3 separate regions of the Sus scrofa genome follow, and regions 2 and 3 are each linked to region 1. The links are chromatin contacts, called in public HiChIP or PLAC-seq maps. All regions are on one chromosome and are shown on one strand. The core of a region is the stretch at or near the end of the contact, and the rest is flanking DNA. Distances in the headings are between cores, read along the strand shown.

What was found. HiChIP or PLAC-seq counts read pairs in DNA pulled down with a chosen protein or histone mark.
Region 2: an H3K27ac HiChIP or PLAC-seq map of alveolar macrophages shows a contact between it and region 1. The contact joins two enhancer-like sites. A contact is called at or near these places in 3 of 47 Hi-C or Micro-C datasets (embryonic fibroblasts, heart right ventricle and retroperitoneal adipose tissue) and 2 of 2 datasets of contacts at active chromatin or transcription factors (alveolar macrophages and skeletal muscle).
Region 3: an H3K27ac HiChIP or PLAC-seq map of alveolar macrophages shows a contact between it and region 1, with 8 times the contacts expected there. The contact joins two enhancer-like sites. A contact is called at or near these places in 3 of 47 Hi-C or Micro-C datasets (alveolar macrophages, skeletal muscle and subcutaneous adipose tissue) and 1 of 2 datasets of contacts at active chromatin or transcription factors (alveolar macrophages).

Annotation. Positions count from the first base shown.
Region 1 is chr1:248,369,935-248,374,685 of Sscrofa11.1, reverse strand. No RefSeq gene overlaps it. Among named protein-coding and RNA genes, the nearest start is that of RAD23B, 76 kb to the left of the region's middle. Within about 2 kb of position 2,430, at least 15 of the 83 cell types and tissues checked have an H3K27ac peak or open chromatin away from gene starts, as enhancers often do. A contact at or near this core is called in alveolar macrophages and embryonic fibroblasts, where this site is marked.
Region 2 is chr1:249,604,795-249,609,545 of Sscrofa11.1, reverse strand. No RefSeq gene overlaps it. Among named protein-coding and RNA genes, the nearest start is that of TRNAE-UUC, 70 kb to the right of the region's middle. Within about 2 kb of position 2,620, at least 7 of the 83 cell types and tissues checked have an H3K27ac peak or open chromatin away from gene starts, as enhancers often do. A contact at or near this core is called in alveolar macrophages and embryonic fibroblasts, where this site is marked.
Region 3 is chr1:249,573,226-249,577,976 of Sscrofa11.1, reverse strand. No RefSeq gene overlaps it. Among named protein-coding and RNA genes, the nearest start is that of TRNAE-UUC, 39 kb to the right of the region's middle. Within about 2 kb of position 2,361, at least 5 of the 83 cell types and tissues checked have an H3K27ac peak or open chromatin away from gene starts, as enhancers often do. A contact at or near this core is called in alveolar macrophages, where this site is marked.

The DNA.
Region 1 (4,751 bases), core at 1,181-3,680:
AGAGCCAGAAAAATAATTTCAAAGACCTCAAGATATTTATGATACGATGCAAAAATGAGCTGTAATGGAAGTCTTGTGGGAGCATAGAGAAGGACGTAACTATTAATAACGATGCTGGGGGGAAACAAGGAAGGTTTTAGAGAGTAACTGACTTTACCTGGATAATGACAATGGAGAATCCTTATTTTAGGATGAAACTCAACTAAATTATACTGTTCAGTTTAAGACCTATGATTAATCTGAGTTTGGTGAATATTTAAACAGGAGGTATTCCTGATTTTCACGCACAATTTTAATGGGCATTAAATATAAGCAAAGTAGATTTCTTTTGTCCGCAAGGGGGGAACGTACTTCTTGTTTAGCTGACTTTACAGCAAAGATTGATAGAGCAAGTAATACCAAGAGTGGAGACCTTTGAGCTAATGGAGCTCTAGCTTTTCCCGTTGAAAAGAGGTGAGTGGAAAGTCATGGTCACACAGCTGACCTGATTTTTTTATCTCTGAAATAAACTTGATCAGGTAGATCCCTTAACCCCTGGATAAAGGACATTCCAAATTTTCCTTTGCATTTCCCAGGAAGGCAGATGTCTCTTCCTTTTTTCCCAGCTTTATTGAGGAATAATGACACATAACATTGTGTCAGTTTAAGGTATACAAAGTGATGATTTGATACACTTACATATTGCAAAATGGTTACTACAATTAGGCTACTTAACACAGCTGTCACCCCACATAATTAAGGGGGTGTGTGCGTGGGGGGGAACAATCTCTTAGGAACTTTCAGTATATAATGCAGTATTGTTAACTACAGTCACCATGCTGTGCTTTATGTTCCCAGGACTTACTCATCTTATAACTGGAAGTTTGTATCCTTTGACAAGCATCTCCCCATTTCAACCATCCCGCAGGTGGCAACTGCCACTCTATTCTTTGTTTCTATGAATTCAGTTTTTTTTTTTAATTCCACATATAAGTGAGATAATCTGTATTTGTCTTTCTCTGTCTGACATATTTCACTTTAGCATAATGCCCTTAAGGTCTATCCATGTTGTTGCAAATGGCAGGATTTTCTTCTTCTTTCTAGCTGAATAATATTCCTGTGTGTGTGTGTATGGGTGTGTGACCTTTTCTGTATCCATTTATCCATTGACGGACACTTAGGTTGTTCCCATGTCTTGGCTATTGTGCATAGTGCTGCAGTGAGCGTAAGAGTGCAGGCATCCCTTTGAGATAGTGATTCATTTTCTTGGGCATCTTTTCCTAACCAATCTTTGAAGAGATAGGAGAAAAGAGAAAATGTCCAAACACAGTTTTTCACTCCAAATTTTCTATAACTGTCACAGCCACATGGGCTTTTTCTCTTGTTGTCATCAGAATTTTTAATTACATAGTAATCTTTGGAATTTTTTTGTTGAACATTTGTGTTTCTGCAATATTGAAAACTCTTATGAAGGAGGAAATTTCTGTGGTCCATGGATGGATCTCCATGATCTAGAACCAAGCATACAGTTGGTGCTCAAAATACATATATTCAAAAAATGAATATGTGCATAATCCTGATAATTTGAGTAAAAGCCTAAAAGAAGATAATTGGAGGAGTCACACAAATTAAAGGATAATTGGGGTTGTAGGGATACCTGCTCAGGGGCAAATCAGCCTGTGGTAGTTCAGAGAGATACTTCATGTGGGTGTGAATTCCAGGTCTCCAACCATTTTCTGCCAAAGGGATAATTTAAATTGGACTCATGGGGCAAAAGGTGCTCAAAATTATAGATAATGAAAATAACCATGATTTTCCCACTTAGTAAGTATTCTTTGATTCTAATAGAAGGGGAGAAGGGCTAGTCATTCTTAGAGCTAACAGAAAATATTTGTTAATACACTCAAGAAGAATATTCTTTTTTTTTTTTTTTGTCTTTTTGGTTGTTGTTGTTGTTATTGTTGCTATTTCTTGGGCCGCTCCCGCGGCATATGGAGGTTCCCAGGCTAGGGGTTGAATCGGAGCTGTAGCCACCGGCCTACGCCAGAGCCACAGCAACGCGGGCTCCGAGCCACGTCTGCAACCTACACCACAGCTCACGGCAACGCCGGATCGTCAACCCACTGAGCAAGGGCAGGGACCGAACCCGCAACCTCATGGTTCCTAGTCGGATTCGTTAACCACTGCGCCACGACGGGAACTCCAAGAAGAATATTCTTTAGGGTAAACTTTAGTAAATGGGTAAAGTTGTAAAGTATAATTTGAGACTACATCATTTAAAAAGTAGTTCAAATTTGATGCGTAGGTCACTAACAAATAGGCTTCTTTTTACTCCTCCAGGTATCAAGTTCCTCCTTTCTTTCGGTGGAAGAGGCTTATGATGTCTTTGCCAGTGAAAAGGGGGAGTGATTCATTCAGACTATTTGGATGGGGCTTAGTAAAGTTTCCTGGCAAGTCTGACTCATGGTCTCCTGTCCTGGTGTTATGAAACTGACTTGATGTAGTCTGATCATGCACAAATCTTAGGATCATTTTGATGGAAAGTGAGAGCTGAAAAGTGTTGGTACCTTTCAGCCAAAGATCACCAGGAACACACCTGCAGTCAGCAATGTTTCTTGGTGTGGTAGGTAGATGCCTCCCAAGATGTCTGCCCCCTGGTGGACAAGCCTTGTATAATCCCCCTTCAAACCTCCAATCTAAGTGGGACCTGGGAATATGCTGGAATGCCACTTCCATGATTAGGTTACAGATGAGTCAAAAGGCAGATTGTCCTGGGGGTGGGCCCTAATCAGGTGAGGCCAGCCCTTCACAAAGGTGAAACATCAGGGAGAGCATCATCCGGCATCAACTCCTGCTGTGAACTGCCTATGGAGGGAGCCCATGTGCCTAAGATGTAGGAGTGGCCTCTCAAGAGATGCAAAAGACCCCTGCTCAATAGCCTGAACAGCCAACAACAAAACAGAACACACAGCTGCAAGAAACCAAATTTTGCTAATAGTCTGAAAGAGCTTGGAAGGACCCCAAGCTATGGATGAGAACATAGCCCCAGCTTGATTTCAGCCTTGTAAGAGCCTGAGAAGAGGACCCAGCTAGCTAACCCATCCAGATTCCTGTCCCAGGGAAACTGAAATAATACATCTGTACCACTTTTAAGCTTCTAAACTTATGATAATTTGCTATGCAGTAATGTAGCAGAAAAAGAATACAGTTGGTTCGCTGCAACAAAGGAGACAGAACAAAATAGAGGAGCTTGGAGCATCTCAGTAAGAGTTATAGAAGGAGCTAGTCTAAGAATTTGGTCTTGTGTTTGGTGGTTTGGACAAGAGTTCAAGGAAGCATGTTTTTTTTGCTCTGGTTTAAGTGCTGTTGGGAAGAAGGGGCTATTCCATGGTTGAGTAGCTTAATAAGTTCTATCTCAGAGGTGAGAGGAGCAGAGTGGGGGCTAAAGCTGGAACGGATGATGAGGCCCCAGTCACAATAGCAGGGCAAGGAGAAGGCTTGCCCATTTTTGTGGTTTGGACACGTTCCTGTCTTTGTACTCAGACGTGACTCCAGAGTGGCCTTGTTTGTGTTCCACAGAAGAATAGCCCAGGTTTCCTGTTAGACCCAGGCCAGCTCCAAGGTGACAGTCATCACAGACTGCTTTGGTGTGGGGTGAGTGACAGATACTTTTGCAACCTCACCAGCAGGTTTGGGTTTTTTTTTTTTTTTTTAAGATATGTCAATGTTAATTAACTAGCTTTTCGAAAGGAAGTGGGAAGGTCTTTGTAATTTTTTACAGTTTTATTGAGGTATAATTAATACAAAAACTGCACATATTTAACATCTACAATTTGATGAGTTTGGACATATACAAATTCTGCTAGATGTACAAACTAAATGCTTCTAAGTGAGTTGTTACTACCCTCCCCCCACCTCCCCCAAGTCATGTGATCTGTCCTGTAAGCTTAAGGAAGTCTGTTCTTATGTACTCAGTCAACACATTGCATCAAAGTTTCTTCTGATGTGGAGTTCCTGTTGTGGCTCAGAGGGTTAAGAACCCAACATAATGTCATCTGTGAGGATATGGGTTTGATCCCTGGCCTCACTCAGTGGGTTAAGGATCCAGTGTTTCTGTGGCTGTGGTGTAGGCTGGCAGTGGCAGCTCCAATTTGACCCCTTGCCCAGGAATTTCCATATGCCGCAAGTGCAGCTGTAAAAAAATGGAAAAAAAAGTTTTGTCTGATGTAAAGGAAGGGCTTCTGTCCACCCATACAGCTGGCATTAGGCAGAATCTTTGAGAATTCATTGCTGAACACAGAACCAGTTAGAGATTTAGCTCAGAGCAAAATATCCCTAATATATGCCTACTGTAATATTCCTAGTATAATATCTCTAAGGTATAGGCCTCACAGGATTCTCCTGCCCTGTTCATGCCAATGTAAGAAGTGTCTCTAAAATATTATTAGCCAATACGTATATATTCTATGAGAGTTCCCGTTGTGGCACAGTGGTTAATGAATCCGACTAGGAACCATGAGGTTGTGGGTTTGGTCCCTGCCCTTGCTCAGTGGGTTGACGATCCGGCGTTGCCATGAGCTGTGGTGCAGGTTGCAGACGCGGCTCGGATCCCGCGTTGCTGTGGCTCTGGTGTAGGCTGGTGGCTACGGCTCCGATTAGACCCCTAGCCTGGGAATCTCCATGTGCCGCGGGAGCGGCCCAAGAAATAGCAAAAAGACAAAAATATATATATTGCTTGACTTCTCTGAGCCTGAGTTTCATCTGTTAAAAAA
Region 2 (4,751 bases), core at 1,371-3,870, 1.2 Mb before region 1:
ACTCCAGGAAAAGCTCAGCATGGATGAATGGGCTAAGGGTGGAGGTGCTGAACTGAGTGAACAGATGGAGACCCAACAGGCATTTCCAGATTAGTGCTGCATGGTTACTACATAGTTACTCAAAAAGTTGAAGCATCTGTCTTCTCTTTGCTTGCCTAGAATGTTAAAGCATGTAACCCTTTCAAAGGAGAGCTATCAAGGAATAATGAAATGACTCAGAATCATGCCCTGGAAAGAATGATTGAAGGAGAAATTTGATATGTTTCCCTTACAGAGAGAGGAGAGGGAGATAAACTGGGGAGAATATAGTTTTTATCTTTAAATAAACCAGCATTTTCTGGCTCTAAGAGGCAAAACTAATGTGGAAGAGGGATAGTAGCTCAACAAGAAAACTTTTTAACAGAGATGCTTTGAAAAATGCAGTGAATTGTCTTGTGAGGCAGTGAACATTTTATAGAATACAGCTAGTACTTAACCTCTTGGAGGGATACTATGAGAAGAATCAAATGAAGCAGCATATATAAAATACTGTGATATACTATATATCATCCTTATCATTCTTAATAATGGTCAGTAAATGCAGTGTCCACCTAACACAGATGAAATTGGACTAGATGAACTTTGAGGCCCTTTCAGTTCTTCGAGTCTCTAAATCACTGCTCCTTTCTCAGACTATTGCCTAATTATCTAATATTGGACTCAACACTCTTCTTCAAGGACCTGACACACTAGAAATTGAGTATTCTTTGGTTCTGACAATGGGAAGAACATCTTCCCAAGAATCAAGATGAATTTATCTTTCAGTCCCCTCCGTATTGACATCAACTGTATTTGTATGACAGGCCCTGGAGGAGCTCAAATGCTATCTTACTTTGGGGCTTCACATAGCACATTGTCTTGAGATTCTCCTGCACCTTGTTTTCTGGATGCTACTTTCTTCCAGTTTTCTTCCTATTTCTGACTCCATCTTATTAGACTCTTGCTCTTCAACTATAGCAGACCTGAGGGGTCTGACCAGGCCACCTTCTCTTCTCTCTCCGTACTCTTCCATTGTTACCTCATCTTTTCTTTTGGCCTTGCTCTTAATTCCCACATCTTTTCCTTCCAACTCAATTTCCCCTGCTGAGTTGACATCCTCATCTGATGTGTCACAGTCTTCTGTAGCCCAGCGTGCCATACCTGACCTTATGCTCCTCAAACCTGCTCACTCTCCTTGGCTGCTCAGTGGTGAGGGGCACCATCATCCACTCAGCGGTCCCTGTCAGACCCTGCCAGTCCTTCCTGAATTTCTTCTCCTTGTCCCCTGCAACCAGTCATTGTCAGGAACTGTGGGTTTGATCCTATCTACATTTGTGCTCTTATTTGTCCCTCACCTGGGCCACTTTCATTTTCTGAACAGAGTGGCACATACCGTTTTCCAATATTAAGAGCCTTAAGATTTTAAAGGTCTCAGGTGGTGCTATTGTGGGGCTGAAAGAAGGCCATGTAAGCATGATTTCTGGTCCTGGACTCCTGCTTCTACGAAAACAGCTCTGCTTTTATTTGTTTCATTTCTTTAAGATCCCACTTAAGGTTTGACTTGAAAGAAGGTTTCTGCTATATAATAAAATAAGCAGTAAAAGCATTCTTTTGTGGGCTTTCCAGCTTCTAGGCTTTTCTCCTCTATGCCATGCTCAAAATATACAAAAGAGATTTTTCTAAAGTGAAAATATAATCATGCCATATCCAAGTTTAAAATGTTTTCTTAAATCCCCACTGCTTACAGAGTAGATGTCAGCTCCTGTACTTAGGCTTTTATGATGATCCTTGCCTGTCCCTTCACCTTTCTCTAATACTCTCCCCTTCCCTCCCCCGGTCAGATAATTTCAATTCCCCCAAAACACTAAAGCATTTGCTCTCACAATTTCCTCTCTTGGGAATTCTTCCCAGCTGCCATCTGCCTAGCGAATGCCAGCTTCTCTTTTAAGGCTTGGTTCAAGAATCACCTCCCCTTTGCAGCTTTCCTGATTGCTTAAGTAGAAATGACTATTTCTATCTTTTGTTCTCATTTTCCATAGCTTTTATACAAGTTACTGTAACATGCAGTGTGCTGAATAACCATAACTTGTCTCTCGCCACAATTCTACCATGAGCAAGAAACATAACTATCTTGGTTATGTCTGTATGTCTATTGACCAACAAAGGGTTTGGCCTGCAGGAGTTGCGCAGTAACTGTTGACTGAAAGATGGCTTAGTTAGGTCACAAGGAGTGATGCTGAATCCCTCATGGGAGGCCAGAGTGACAATTTTCTGTATTTTTTCCGTGTTGGAAGTAGAATATGTAATAAGCAGCAGATAGTCTGATGGCTTCATATTAGTTTATAAATGCATTTATTTCTATGGACCTAATGCAATCTAATCAGCCTTTGTTTAGTCTTTCTGGATTTGATTTTTTGGATAACATCTATTAGTACCAAAAATTGGTGATAAAATATTATTTGTACTGAACTTTTAGCTACAAACTGTTTTACTTTCATTGTCTTGTTTGATACTTACAATAATCCCATGGATTAGGTAGGGCAATTATTAATCTCATTTACAGATGTGTGAAACTAGATGCTTAGATATCTCCTGACTTGCCCATGTGACTGGCTGTTACAGTCACACAGCTATTAGTTAATAGAGCCAGATATTTAAGTCTTCATTTCCAGGCCAGTTGATTATTCATATCTATTTGAGGGTCCCACTGCCACTAAAGGAACACTCTCTTATTTTCTTGAACATGATAAAACTAGGTCATTAGGGCCAGATAAAAATTCTTGTTGACATACCTATCTGATTGCCAGTCATCTGGAAAATGGGATTTTTCCATCATCTTATTTACTTGCCTCCCCATTTCTTCCTCCAAAGCCTCTCCAGTTCAAGGTGCCAAGGACTGCAATGGTTACTGCAATTTGTTGACAAATAACAAAGATGCTCCTTGTCTCGCTGTCAGTTTTACATCCTCTGGGTTTGCCAAATGGGCCCAACATGCCAGGCAGGGCTTCTTTGTGGTCTGTGACTCACTGTGCTCTCTCCTCTGCCGCTCCCTGAGTGCAGGCGATTACAGTGTGCCCATTGCACAACTTCAGAATATCTCTGAGTGAATCAGCAGATGATGAAAAAAAAAAATCCCATAGACTGAAGATTCATCCACTGCTACGTGAATCAAAAGGCATACCACCAAAGGAGAGTTACTTTAATCTGCAAATTGCTTCTGTCATTATCCAGAGATTTAATGGAGGAGTTCACTACTGGAGGGAAATGTCTTCTCTTAGGTAGTTCTATCGACAAAGTCTTGGAATGTCCTTTGGAAGAAGAGATGTGAGTAGGAGAAAAGGTCCTTCTCACTTGTTCAGAAGTAGCTCAGTTCATGTCCTGTGAATGAGAGGTGTTGTTTTCTTGGTTAGCTCAACGCTTACCCTATATGCTCACAGTTTAGGTCCTCCCTCCTCAGTAGGGCTTCGGAGTGTCACTTTTTTTGGAGAGGGAGATCACTTGATGAGAATAGCAAAAGGATTATTTGAGAACTGAAATTCTAGTATGGAATGAAGCAATTCAGCTTCTAGATGAGTAATGTATTTGTAATAAATCAAAAATTATACATGGGTAGGACTAAAGTTTATTTCAGTTGCCAATGTAATTGCTATTTTGTCTTCAAAAGTTCTCTGGTAAAACTCTTAGGCTGTAGAGGTAAAGGGAGTTAATATTTGGATCTGGTGAATATCCTCTCCATCATCATCCATTTCATGAATTCACTCATTGGCCATTGGATATGGTCCTGCCCCATGCCATGTTCTGTGCTATATTCCTGGGGGCCCATGGTGATGATAAGGTACAGTCCATGTTCTCAAGAAGCTCTAGTGTAGTGAAAAGACAGATCTAGGTATAGATAATTGCAATACACTGGCGAGGTACAGAATTTGATATCCACAAGGTGCTTTGAGAGTAGAGAGGGACAGCTCCTGGCTTGGGGAACCCAGGAAAGCTTTTCAGAGGAGGTATGATGCTTGAAATGAGTCTTAACCAGAACTTTCCTTGGATTTGTATATCTTGTCTTTGCCCTGGTTTCTAAGCTTTAGAGGGCTCTACTCTAGCTCCCTTCCAACTCCTCATGAATGCTCTAAATCTGAATTTTCTGCCCAGACAACTCAGAGCTTGCTTCTGGATCCTGTGTGTGCCTCTTTCTCAGGACCATTCTACCTTGGGCTCACAGTATCACTAGGTGAACTCCTAGGCCTGAGTGGTGGCCAAAGAGTGGTTGTTTGGGGGAGAGTGTGGATGGTGTGTGTACATGTGGGGCAACCACTTATGTACACAAGAGACTCCTTGCACTGTGGGGAAGAGAAGGCAGGGCAGAGGCTGGGGCAGTGTCTGTTTTCCCTGGTCTTCTAGTTCTGGTGCAGATTCTCTCTGAAGTCTTTACTTGAGTCTGGCCTTCCACATTGTTGAGGGTATACATTTCAAGATCAGAGGATAGCGCATTTTTAACTTAACAGGTGGCTGGCTTGGCTTATAAATTTTCAGTAGTTGAGACTTTTGCTAATTGGGCCTCCAATTGTATTCTTGACCTGGGCCCTACAAATATTAAGGGCTGGCCTGATTTTATGACTGAGTATGGTATATCCAGGCTTCATATTGATTTAGGTTCTTAGGGAAGATAAGCCTTAGGGACCCTAAGCCTCAGGGAGCTCCATTTAGTGGAGACACAGACAAATGTCCAGTTATAGTAA
Region 3 (4,751 bases), core at 1,112-3,611, 1.2 Mb before region 1:
GGATGGTAGGCAAAATATTTGGAGAAAACTTGACCTAAAAAATAGTGCAAGATTAGTTCACTTGCCTCTGATTAAGATTGACTCTAATCTGTTACTGAAAAGTAAAAGGTCATTTTCTGTCTCTTGCAAGAACTGAGGGTGAGAAGAGAGGGATTACGATGATCAGATGAGAATGAGTGTCTGTGTGGACATAGTGCTGTTCACTGTATCAAGTTAAGGCTTCATGTAAATCCTGCCACATTTGCTTCTTGCTTTTCGCAGTGAGACATTATTTCTTTACAAATAGAGACCAGATTCATGTTACAGAGCTTACTGCCGTCCCAGCCGTGTCCTGATTTGGCCACCTCTGGGGCTCCCCCAGAGCTAGGCAAGGGCTCCAGGCTGCTCACTACTGACTGGTTGGCAGAAGCTGGTCACTGTTTTAGAGGCACTTTTCTGATCTTGTTAGTGGCGAGTCCCATGGGGTGCAATTCCCCCTGGTTTCATGTAGTGTTGCAATCGAAACTATTGAATCTCAAAATGGAATATAATTAAGGCTGGGTTAATAAAGTGTGTTCCACTCATAGCCAGTAAAGGGTGTCATGTTTCTCCTTGCCGCTTTAGGCAAGGAAACTTAATCTCCAGCTTTGTCAGGGCAGACTGAATCAGAGGTGTGTCATCCAGCGGAAAGCCTCTTGTTTTACTTGTTGCAGTCACTACATGGTCAGCCTCATTTCATTGGGTTTGTACTGAGCACAAAGAATCCAACCTGTGGCTGATGCTGAAGGAGAGGCCTTTGTGTAGGAGGAATTAGGAACTTTTGCTCTCTGCTGGGCTCTGAAAACCATCCAGGAGGAGGGACCTCTACAGTACAGAAGTCCATGGGAGCGCAGGGATGGAAAACTGTGAACAAAATGTAGCTTCCAGTGAAATCTTCTTAGTCCCCATCATGGCTTTCTTGTGATTTGAGTCCTTTCCTTTCACTTTTTCTTCCACTACTCATTTTTCAGGCTTATCTGATATCTCTAAGTAGAGATTGTTAATGGTTTTTAGTGCTCTCACAGCACTGGAGACTACTGTATCATAAATATTTAACCATTGTGGCCACTTTGTTTCTTAAGGCTTAGTCTCTGTGCTGAGCACTGGTGTATGTTATTTAGCACAGTCCCCCTGACAACCCCTGTATTACAGATGAGGAACCTGAGGCTCAAAGAAGATAAATTTCCCAGGGTCATATAGTGAATTTATTCATTCAACAGATGTTTATTCAACACCAATTATGTGCCAGGCCCCTGAAGACACATCCCTGAACAAACAGCCAAAAGATACTTGTCCTTATAGAGGTAAATTATATAGTACCTTAGAAGGAGATAAGTGCCATAGGAAAATGCAAATGTGAGACTGAGCAGGAATTTGAACCCAGGTCTCCTAGATCTCCTTTGCACCAGCCATGCTCTTAAGCACTCAGCTATATTGCTTATAATTCTTGGATCTTGTAATTTTCTACTTACGTCCGGCCTTCTCTTAGACTGTACATTTTTCTGGGGCAGGACCTTTCCTTAATCAGTTTCCTATACTGGCACATAGCTCAATGCCTGGCGTGGAGTCAGCATTCAGTGAATGTTTGCCCAGTGTGTGAATAAGAGAGTGACCATATGATGATACAAGAACCTATGAGAAAGCAGTAATTTCCCAGGAGTCTGGCCAGACCTGAAGGCTGGGCTGTGCCACAAATATTTCCTGTTACCCTAGGCAAGTGTTGGAGCCCACAAAATCTGCAGAATGGGAAAAACGTAATGACTGTTCTTGACTTCCTTATATATTTATCATGAGGATTAATGAGACAGTGCTGCTCAAAGACTTCATTTTCTTTGAAGACAAGGATTTGTGTTTTTTTGGTGGTGTGCTCATTGTTTAGAATTCCATCAAGGACCTGGCATGGTATTTTCAGGAGGGATTGGTCCCAGAGAAATAAAATTTGTTTTACTGACAAGTTTTCTAAGGTTTTACGAGCTGCCTCTTTCAGGCTGTGGACCTATGTGGAGGTTTGCTACCATTTGAAGCAACTGTGAAAATGTATTTTTCCTCCTTTGCCAAAGTAGGCTCTAAATCAGTTCAAAGCCAAATTTCCATGAGTGTTTCACTCCTATTGTAGAAGTAATTTTTTTTTTTTTTAATCTGAGTGAAATTCCAATTGTTGGCTCTAAAATGGCAGCAGTTGGAATGCCTGTCAGTCAAGTGCCAAGTATAAGTAACCAAGAAAGGAGGGCTTGGATCCGTGTTCTCTAGGAAAGAAGGACTCTGCCATTGGGTGGTAGAATAGAAAATGGGAAATCCCAGGAGTGTCAGAATAGCATGACAACTAAACAGGAAGGTTTGGTTTAATTCTCTTTTGTTGCTGACGAGTCAGCGCCCCAAACCTGTCCAGTCACTCCCATATGTAGCATGCAGGAGGAGGCCCTCTTGGTATTTCCCTGTTCACCTGACTCTGTGTCCTTAAGCATAATGAACTCAGTTAACTAAAAGCATTGCCAAGATTATATTTGACACTGGTAAATAGGTCAGCACTGTAGCATTTGCCTGATATGGACAATATGCTTTCTTAGGAGTGGAGAACTATTTCCTGGTGGGGAAAATCCCTAGTATTACTTAGCAAAGACAAGTAATAAGAGTTTAGATTTCTCTGGTATCTCTTCTCCAAGGGTTCAAAGGCCTTCCTTTTATTTTAGTTACCTCTGTAGTTCTGTTTTGAAGGCAGAAGCAGGTATTTTGGAGAAAGGAAAACTGAGGCACATTTTATTGAATTGACCCACTTCATGTTGATATTGGCTTGGCTCAAGTTCAAACTTCCTGCCTGATACAGCAGTCGTTAATCAACTTAAAGTAGGCACTAAAGATCTTTTATCTATCAAGTAGGCTTATACTAGATACTATATATATGGTAGCTTATGTAATAAACAGTATTATTGCTATTTGCTAGTTTAATAGAGTATCTAAATCGACAAGCAACTTGCTATGCCACTGCTTATATACTGTTGTATCCAAGTTCAATGTCTTTGCCTACATCAAGATGCCTTCTTTTACCAATAGAAAGAGCTGAAGTAGATGTTTCTCCAAAGAAGACATACAAATGGCCAATAGACACCTGAAAAGATGCTCATCACCTCTAATTAGTAGAGAAATGAAAATCAAGACTACAATGAGGTACCACCTCACATCATTCAGAATGGCCCTCACTGAAAAGTCTTCAGGAGTTCCCATTGTGGATCAGCAGGTTAAGAACTTTACTGGTATTCATGAGGTTGCAGGTTCAATCCCTGGCCTCGCTCAGTGGGTTAAGGATCTGGCATTGCTGCAAGCTGCTGTGTAGGTTGCATATACGGCTCGGATCTGGTGTTGTTGTGGTGGCTGTGGCACAGGCCGGCAGCTGCAGCTCCGATTTGACCCCTAGCCTGGGAACTGCCATATGCCACAGGTGCAGCCCCCCCCCCCCAAAAAAAAGTCTGCAAATAATAGATGCTGTAGAGGATATGGAGAAAAGGGAACCCTTTCACAATGTTGATAAGAATGTAAACTAGTGAAGCCCTTTGGAGAACAGTACTGAGATTCCTTTAAAAACTAAAAATAGAGTTGACAGATGATCTAGCGATCCCACTCCTGGACATAAACCCAGACAAACCTGTAATTCAAAAAGACACATGTACCCTTATGTTCATAGATAGCAGCACTATTTACAATAGGCAAGACATGGGAACAATCTAGTGTCCATTGACAGATAAATGGATAGAGAAGATGTGATACACACACACACACACACACACACACACACACACACACACACACACACACACACACACACACACACACCAGAATACTAATAGGCCATAAAAAAGAATAAATTAATGCCCTTTGCAGCAACATGGATGGACCTAGAGATTACTAAATGAAGTAAGTCAGAAAGAGAAAGGCAAATACCATATGGTACCACTTTTATGGGGAATCTAAAATATGACGCAAATGAACTTATCTATGAAACAGAAACAGGTTCGTAGACATAGAGAACAGATTTGTGCTTGCCAAAGGGGAGGGAAGAGGGGGGAGGGATGGGAGTATGAGATTATCAGGTGCAAACTGTTACATACAGAATAGATGAACAACAAGATCCTACTGTATAGCACAGGGACGTTTATTCAATATTCTATGATAAACCATAATAGAAAAGAATATTTTTTAAAAGGATGTATATATAATTGAATCATTTTTCTGTATAGAAGAAATTAACACATTATAAGTCAGCTATATGTCAATAAAAGGAAAAAAAAGAATTAGCTCTGCTTCTCTCAAAGCTATAATGTTGTCTAGGCTTGGGTTGAGATGTGGGTGCCCCAGACAACTAATTTGACATTTACTCCTATCATTGTTCAAAATATTGAATGATTTATTCTAGTGGAAGAGGAGAGAAATTGGTTTTTATTAAATTCCTTTCTCTTTATGTTTAAATTTAAAATGAGGAATCTATTACATGCATTGATGATAACATTTCAATGTATTTGTCATAGCTGTCCAGTTCACAGTTTTTCTTACCCTTATAATTGTGAAGTATAATTCACACTCAGAAGGATATAGGTCACTTCCAAGAATATAGTTGCATAGTCTCATTCAAAAGAAGTTTAAAAATTGCTTTTCCTAGTTTGCCTTTCAGCAAAAATTTCCCAGTTTGCTGTTTATTACTCTTGTTCTCTTTTCAGCTTTTTTTGTATGATTTATTGAAT